Linked DNA regions of Danio rerio: region 1 is linked to region 2. A link is a contact called in public Hi-C data. All regions are on one chromosome and are shown on one strand. Each heading gives the region's core, a stretch centred on a gene start, on an enhancer-like site or on the middle of the called end of the contact. The rest is flanking DNA. Distances are from core to core; before and after follow the strand shown. Region 1 holds the start of mrtfba (myocardin related transcription factor Ba). Region 2 overlaps snx29 (sorting nexin 29).

Region 1 (3,621 bases), core at 789-3,288, 550 kb before region 2:
TGTTATACCCAAGCGGCAACCCTCGCTCTCTCTCGGGAAGCCCATACGGAAGTAACTGAAACTGCAATTCATCAAAATTCCGCTAGTCCTGGCAACATATAGAGCTAATTTCTATTGAGCCCACTGTTAGAATGGCCAACTTTACAAGAGAAAAAAAGGGTGTTTACAGCCTGGTACAAAGAAAGATTTTGGTTCATATAGCTAATATTACCCTTCATGACAACTGTGAGGGGGGTGAATTTGTTTATACCATTAAACCGTTCCTACACTTTTAGAAATAAAGGTACGCAAGCTGTCACTGGGGATACAAAGATACAAATTTGTACCTAAAAGGTCCATTATAATACCTCAAGGGTACATATTAGCCCCTAAAAATACAGAAAGTGTTATTCTTAAAATATTAAGGTACTAATATATACTTTTGAGGTACCAATGTGGACCCTTTAAAAACAAATGTACACCTTTGAAAAGGTAAAACCCCAGTGACAGCTCGCGTATTTCTGAGAGTGTAAGTCATTTGTAAGTTGTTATTTTAATTAGTTTTTTTAGGGCAACAGTAGAATAAAACCCTCCACATAACAAGCTACTGGTCAGTCCATGACTCAGGAAATATATAAAAAACAATTCTCTTATAACAACATCCAACATGCTGTAGTGATGAATAGTGCAGTGACTTAACTTCATATCCAAAGAAAAGAAAGATATCCAAAGATGCCTTTTCAAGCTTAAAAAAAAATCTGTTTTTGAAACTAATGAAGTCAGCAAAATTCAATGACTAATTTTAATTATTTAGTGTGACATGTTACGGTTTCAAAATATTTTAATTATTGAAACAAATTATGCCATGTTTAATGGGAATGTTGTTTTTTACCCAGAGTTTTAAACAGAACTTATTTCAGAGCAGTAATCACAAAACCGTGATACCGCAAAACCGAGATATTTTTACCCAAGTAAGTTATCATACCGTCAGAATCTTATACTGGCCCATGCCTATTTACAACATAAGTATATTTAAGAAACAAAATAAATTTGTTTTATGCAAGTTTTTATTGGCGGGACAGCATGCAATATTATGTAATAATCTCACCAAGAGGACTTTGGACTGAAAAGTCCAAATCATAAAAAAGTGGAAGTGCAAATTACAAAAAAAAAAAAAAAAAAAACACATTTCAAACTTAGTACACATTCTTGGTTTAAATATGAACTTTCTTAAAATGTTTAGATTGAAATAAGTCAAAGGTATATTTTTACAGGTGAATTTGGTTGCTTTGCTTCTAAGATATTCACTTTAAATCAAAATCACAAGAGAGATAATAAATCTCATAACATAATGATTTCAAACATTCATCATTGAAGACAACAAGGTGAAGATGCCAAGAGTGTATAGTCACAATGTTTCTCCTATAAAGTTCAACCTGAAGTTGTCTGAAGACTGCAGATCTGTAAGGATGTTTACTCATTTACAAGCAGTTTCAGTTTCAGCGAGAGTTAATGAGACAAACAGGAAAAACAATAGTTTATCCTCACACAAATGATTAGATCATTCAAGTGCCTTCCTTAGGGCCTATAGTATATGACAATGAAAAATGTGATATGAAAATCCAAGTCTTACCATAAACATCATGTCAGTATTGATCCACACACATCATAACTCAATGTTTATACAGACTCTGTAAGTTAGCATGCTAGTGTGCAACTGTAAACATCCAATATACCGCAATAAACAAGTCATTTATAGATCAACAGAGAATACTAAATCTATATCTGGTAAATTATTTTTATTTCCGCGTGCGTATCTCGAGTGTAGATAGATGACATTCGTGTTTCACATTCAATCCTCACATCAGCAAACAGGCTAGCAGAAGAACTCCAGCGCTACATGTTAAATCTCTTACTGTCATATAATGGTCGCTTCTTGCCCTGTTCCCCACTGCTGCGTCAGGATCGCTCGTCGTAGCCCCTGGGTTTATTGCTCCATAACTGTCCTTTATGTGGTCACCCATGTATCCTGGGGTTGATTCTGTTTTTCTTTGGGACTGAAGTTTTTTTTTTTTGGAGGAAGTAAGATGGCCGCTGCTGGTGTGTTCGTCTGAACTCAGTGACGCAAACAGAGGTGTTAGAGGTCGATCACCATCAGGGGGCGCCATTGATCTGTCTTTTTTGTTTATAGTTTAGTTATTTATGTACATAAACAGCTCTGGGAATAAATAAATAAATAAATAAATAAATAAATAAATAAATAAATAAATAAATACATTTGAAATGTGAAAAAGATTTGCCATTACCGTTTGAACGTTGTTTTGGTTATTTTAAATTAAACACTTGTGTTTTATTTTAAACTCTTCGTAATGTGTCTGCAGAATTTAAAAAAAACATCATACAGTTTATTTATTTATTAGCTGAAAATGCCAATAAGTATTAAAAAATAATTCTAAACAACATTTGTAGTACATATATATATATACTAGGGTTGTCGTGATACCATTAATAAATTTTACGATACAATACCAGCTTAAGTATCATGATACTAAGTAGTATTGCTATACTGTAATTCATAACTTAAATTATAAAGAAATATGTCAGAATATTTTATGTTATAATAGGCCTACTTGAGTTTAATTAATATATTCCCTAAGGCCAAAAAGTATTATTTGCACCCCACTTCAACCAAATTTTATTCATTCTTTTTGTTTATTTTGTAGACAACTAGCCAACAAAAAGTACATTCAAATAATGTTTTCAGATTATATCGAATAAAACTTGTTACAAAAGAGTGTTTTTTCAACAAATTAGGCTTTATGGTGCAAGTGGTCAAAAATAGTTTTAATGTTTTCTGTTGCTATTTTGGGGTTTTTATCTATTTTTATCAGTCTTATGAAGAAACAATCCAAAGCAATTCAAAACTTCACTTTGCGAGTCGTTCTTTTTAAAAAATTGTTGCAGTTGTTGTAGCTATTAAATAATATTAACAGGAACAGAAATAAACTGATTCAGATGTGTGTTCAAACTGAGGAATCAGAAAACGTGCAATAGGCTACCATAAAAGGTGCGAGTTCTACACAGTTTTGCAACCTTAAAGGGCTCCACAGACTATTCACATAAAATGGTTTATTGTTGCACAAACGTGTAAGCATTTTAGGGACTTTTCCACAACATTGCAACATTATCCATTGTAGATAAACCATTAATGATGATACTTCCGTTTACAAACAGTGGCACCGCCAGTTTTTTGGAATCATAGTATCTTGATACTACCATAGCACCAGTAAACCGTGCAACCCTTATATATATACTGTACATATATATTAGAAACCCATGCAAAGGCAGGGAGAACATGCAAACTCCACACAGAAACGCCAACTGAGCAGAGGTTCGACCCAACGACCTTCTTGCTGTGAGGCGACAGCACTACCTACTGCGCCACTGCCTCATAGTTGTTTCTCCATCAGTTATGCGCATTAAAAATTTATGTTACACCTACCCTTGATAAACAATGTTTATTTCATGACTTTAATTTTATGCGTGTTACCATTCTGGTGTTTAGTAGCTGTGTGATTGACACTGAGCACCTTCTATAAACTAATACACTTTTCTGCTAGAGAGAAAAGTTGTTTGTGATGA
Region 2 (3,892 bases), core at 1,023-3,522:
CTGTTCAAAACAGTAAATGTATTATTATTTGTGGATACTCACAAACCTAACAAAGCCATGCTTTATTGAATAAAAACTCTCAGTCATCTGTCAGATCTTTATGTAGAAAAGCATCACCAAAATAATGTATGAATCTCAGAACAAAGTTTACAGGTCCTGCTGATTTCCTAGATGTTTTGCTGACAGATCATTTAGAATATTGATGCGTCGCTGTTTAAAGACATTCGTGAATGTATGATGAGCGATTGTGTCTCAGACTGTTGTTTTGAGAACATCTATGGCCCCAAACATGGCACGGCACAAATTGAAACATGATTGGTTGATTAAACTGTCAGTCATGTAAGATAGTGGGTGGTGGGTGGTCCTTTAATCACACTTTGTGTGTACAAGTTGTGATTTGGAGGAAGAAGCTGGTACAAATAAACTGTGCACTGTCAGGTCTCTGTCAAAGTCTGACAAAGTCCCATAGATCAATAGTCTCTGGTACTGACCCTTTCTTTAATAACAAACAGCCGGCAAATCCAGTGTTGTAGGGTAGATTACTGTAGAGGTCATTATTAAAATGATAGGAACAGAGCATAAGAAACACAGCTATACTGTGGTATTGTTGTAAAAATTAACTTTAATTATTCATTCCTTATGACCTCATCTCAGCGATCATCTTCATGCCATAATCCAATCCTATCCCCCACAATCTGCTACAGTGTTTGAGAGGGAGAGCGGGTTCAAGTTTTTTTCCGAGTCTGCACACGCAACAAGTGAGCCCCATTTCCAATGTCACAACGAAACGACTAAAGATCAAATGCAAGGCGAACCGTTGAAACAACTCTCGAGTTGACTTTTTTTTTTAGAGACTAGCTTTCTACACTATTTAATTTCAGATTTCACTTGTAATTTTCTTTCATTTAGAGCCGTTATACACTGCAAGGAAGATAATTTCAAAATCCCATAATAGCTCCTCTTTAGATGAAGTTATATTTGTGCATAAGTATGTCCTCATCTGTTGTGCAATATCACAAGTTGTCATAGGCATGGCGCTGCCTTTAGTGTGGTGCTGGAATAAGTCTTCATCCATAGCCTATTTGAACTAGACTATATCATTTGTATTGATCGCTAAAATGTACAATTTTAACATAATTCGTCTAATGCTATTATTGAAAAGATTTGAACTGTTTTGTCTATTTCAATCCTTGTTAATGATTTATTTTAGTCACTAATAGAATTTTGCATGTATATTCAATATGATAAAGTAGGCTTTATATGGTAAAAAGGTAAACACTTTAGGTTTGTTTCTCTCAGTAATTCCTTTATAATAATTACAGAGACCAATTGTCCTTAAGGTTGAAAAAGTTATGAAGTAAGATGTGTAAATTTGTGTTTATATTAAGGCAAAATCACCACAGGAAATTGCTAATTTTAGGCTGCGATGATCAGAACTTTTTCCCGCAAACTCCAGGAGGGACTGGTTGAGCACTGAGCTGACAATAAAACACCCACAGACACTATTTTAACAGGTATGAGCTGGTAACTGCATTTGATTGTTGGTTGACAATTGGGAAAGGAATAAAACAGCTGTGAAAAACTGGCTAACCATAAAAACTGGCAAAAAAATAAAACAATGAGATAAAAATGGTACACAAAATTAAGTATAATGCAATACAAAAATAATAAAACAGAAATCTCTAATATCCCAACATCTGAAAAAAAATCCCTGACTTTCAATTTCTGAACAGACCTTCAATCCTGCCCAAGTTCAGAAAAACATTTCTGATTTCTATGATACCTGTATCGTAAACATAATTTCTAGATAAATCTCCAGATCTTTTATTGATTAGACAACTACTGCCATCAGGTACACCAATAACATCTCAACAAACTTTTTTAGGAAATCATCATAGTTTACCCCTAAAAATGAAAATTCTATCATCATTTATCTATCATCATTTACTGGCCATCATGAATTACTACCTTCTGTGGAGCAGAGAAATACATGGAACCATTAACTGGAAGGAGATCTGCTGTGTTTCAAATGTAAAAACAAAGACAAATAGATTTTGAACACCATGAAAGGGAGTAAATGACAACAGATATTTAATATTTAAACAGTATATCTCTAAAAGAATGTGTCACTTACTGTTGTTTCTGCATAATAGGCAAACTATGATGTTAACAAAAGCATTGAAAATAAGAAACCAGTACAGAAGAAGAATATAGCGTTCTCAACCCTTGAAGGTAAAGTTGGTTGTATTCATAATTAAATAGCAGTTAATAGGTTATTAAGGCATACTGAGAAAACCACGTTTGATCTAAAATTGAATTTTACTCATGTCTGAGAGCACAAACGCAATTCTGGCACTCTCTGCATGGAACATTTTCTCGCTTTCATCTTTTTTCCTTTTTATTTTTTGAAAGCTGAAGTATAACTGGATCAGTCACCTCCAGCCCCATCTCAAACTTGTGTTTTGTCCAGACAAAAGAAAGAAAGAGAAAGAGGAACAAAGTAAGGGAGTTTCACACTGAACCAACAGTGCCCTCATCTGGACAGAGGAACTTTGCAGGTGATGGAGAAAAACAACCCTCAAGCATGCTCAACATCTCAACTCTTTGTGATTTTGATTATACTTTAATAATGTGTGCATGTTTTAAAGCTGCTTTGGAATGATAACTATTATGAAAAGCATTATGAAATTAATTTGAATTTAATATATGGATCGAAAGAAAAAAAAAATGTACCATCAACGTCCAGAACATTGCCCATACTTACAAGTGCAGCATGTCTCAACATTAAAAAAAAAATTAAAAATCAGCAAAGTGTAAGATTATCATTTTAATGTCCAGTTTTTTTAAGCCAAGTCATTCGGCCAATATTTAAATGATGATTAAAAGAGTCTCGCATCTGCATCAAACCACTAGACAACAGAGCACTAGTCAAGGCAAATTTCCTCAATGATGCCATCTGTCCACAGCTCAAATCCTCAAAGGTCTACAAGCTTTAAACGAATTCCAAACACACAAAGTATAGCTAAAGGAACTGTTTACGCAAAAATGAAAAAGCTCCCATATTTAAAATAACTAAGTAATATACCTTCATGTTATTCCAAAACAAACTTCATTATTCATTTATTTTTAGGGGAACACAAAAAGATAGATAGAAACTAAAAGTTATAATCTAGGATGTGACATACATAAGTTTGGGATTAATATGTTTCCTGATGTCTCTGAAAGCATTTTCTTATGCTCACCAATAATATAGATGTGTTTTAAAACATCATTTATTCCTAAGGGTAAAGCCGATGCTGTAGTACCCATTACAGTCATTAACCATTATTATAAATGCTGAAAACGCTTGTGCATTTTAATCCTTTTGTGGAACTATTTATTAGAAAGACTTTGTTTTGTAACAATTAAAAAGTCTTCACTGTCACCCTTGGGTTCATTTATTGTCTTTATCGCTGACTGTATTGTTAATATTCTTCAAGAAACTACAAAAGAGATGCATCCTACTTCCAAATGTTGTGTTATGAGAAGGAAAACAACTCATGAGGTTTGAAACAACATGATGTACGCAAAATGTAATATACTATTATTTTTGTGTAAACAAACACTTTAAATTGATCTGATCTCTGTTCCTGTAAAGCTGTAACCTTTATTTTTTTATTATGAGTTTTCATCACGTTTATATTTAATCATTTGGAAAACACTTTTATTCAAAGTCACTTTCAAATGAGAGCAACAATACTGATCAAAACAACAACAACAACAACAAAAAACTCTATTCCTAGTTATCTAATGCCATATACAAATTTAATGTTAAAAGGTCAGATAAATGTGTTTTATGTAGGAGTAAATCTAAAAGAAAACAGAAAATAGAGCTTAAGAGTGAGGAGTAATT

What was found. Hi-C and Micro-C count contacts between places; a contact is called where the count stands out from the background.
Region 1: a Hi-C map of skeletal muscle shows a contact between it and region 2, with 4 times the contacts expected there. The contact joins the promoter of mrtfba here to the enhancer-like site in region 2. A contact is called at or near these places in 3 of 18 Hi-C or Micro-C datasets (caudal fin, hematopoietic stem cells and skeletal muscle) and 2 of 4 datasets of contacts at active chromatin or transcription factors (caudal fin and embryo).

What each region holds. Positions count from the first base shown.
Region 1 is chr12:21,648,694-21,652,314 of GRCz12tu, reverse strand. It overlaps mrtfba (myocardin related transcription factor Ba), which reads right to left and starts at 2,038. Exons shown (of 16, transcript XM_009306704.5): 1 at 1,896-2,038.
Region 2 is chr12:21,100,896-21,104,787 of GRCz12tu, reverse strand. All of the region lies in intron 11 of snx29 (sorting nexin 29), which reads right to left. Among named protein-coding and RNA genes, the nearest start is that of snx29, 28 kb to the right of the region's middle. Within about 2 kb of position 2,272, at least 1 of the 62 cell types and tissues checked has an H3K27ac peak or open chromatin away from gene starts, as enhancers often do. A contact at or near this core is called in skeletal muscle, where this site is marked.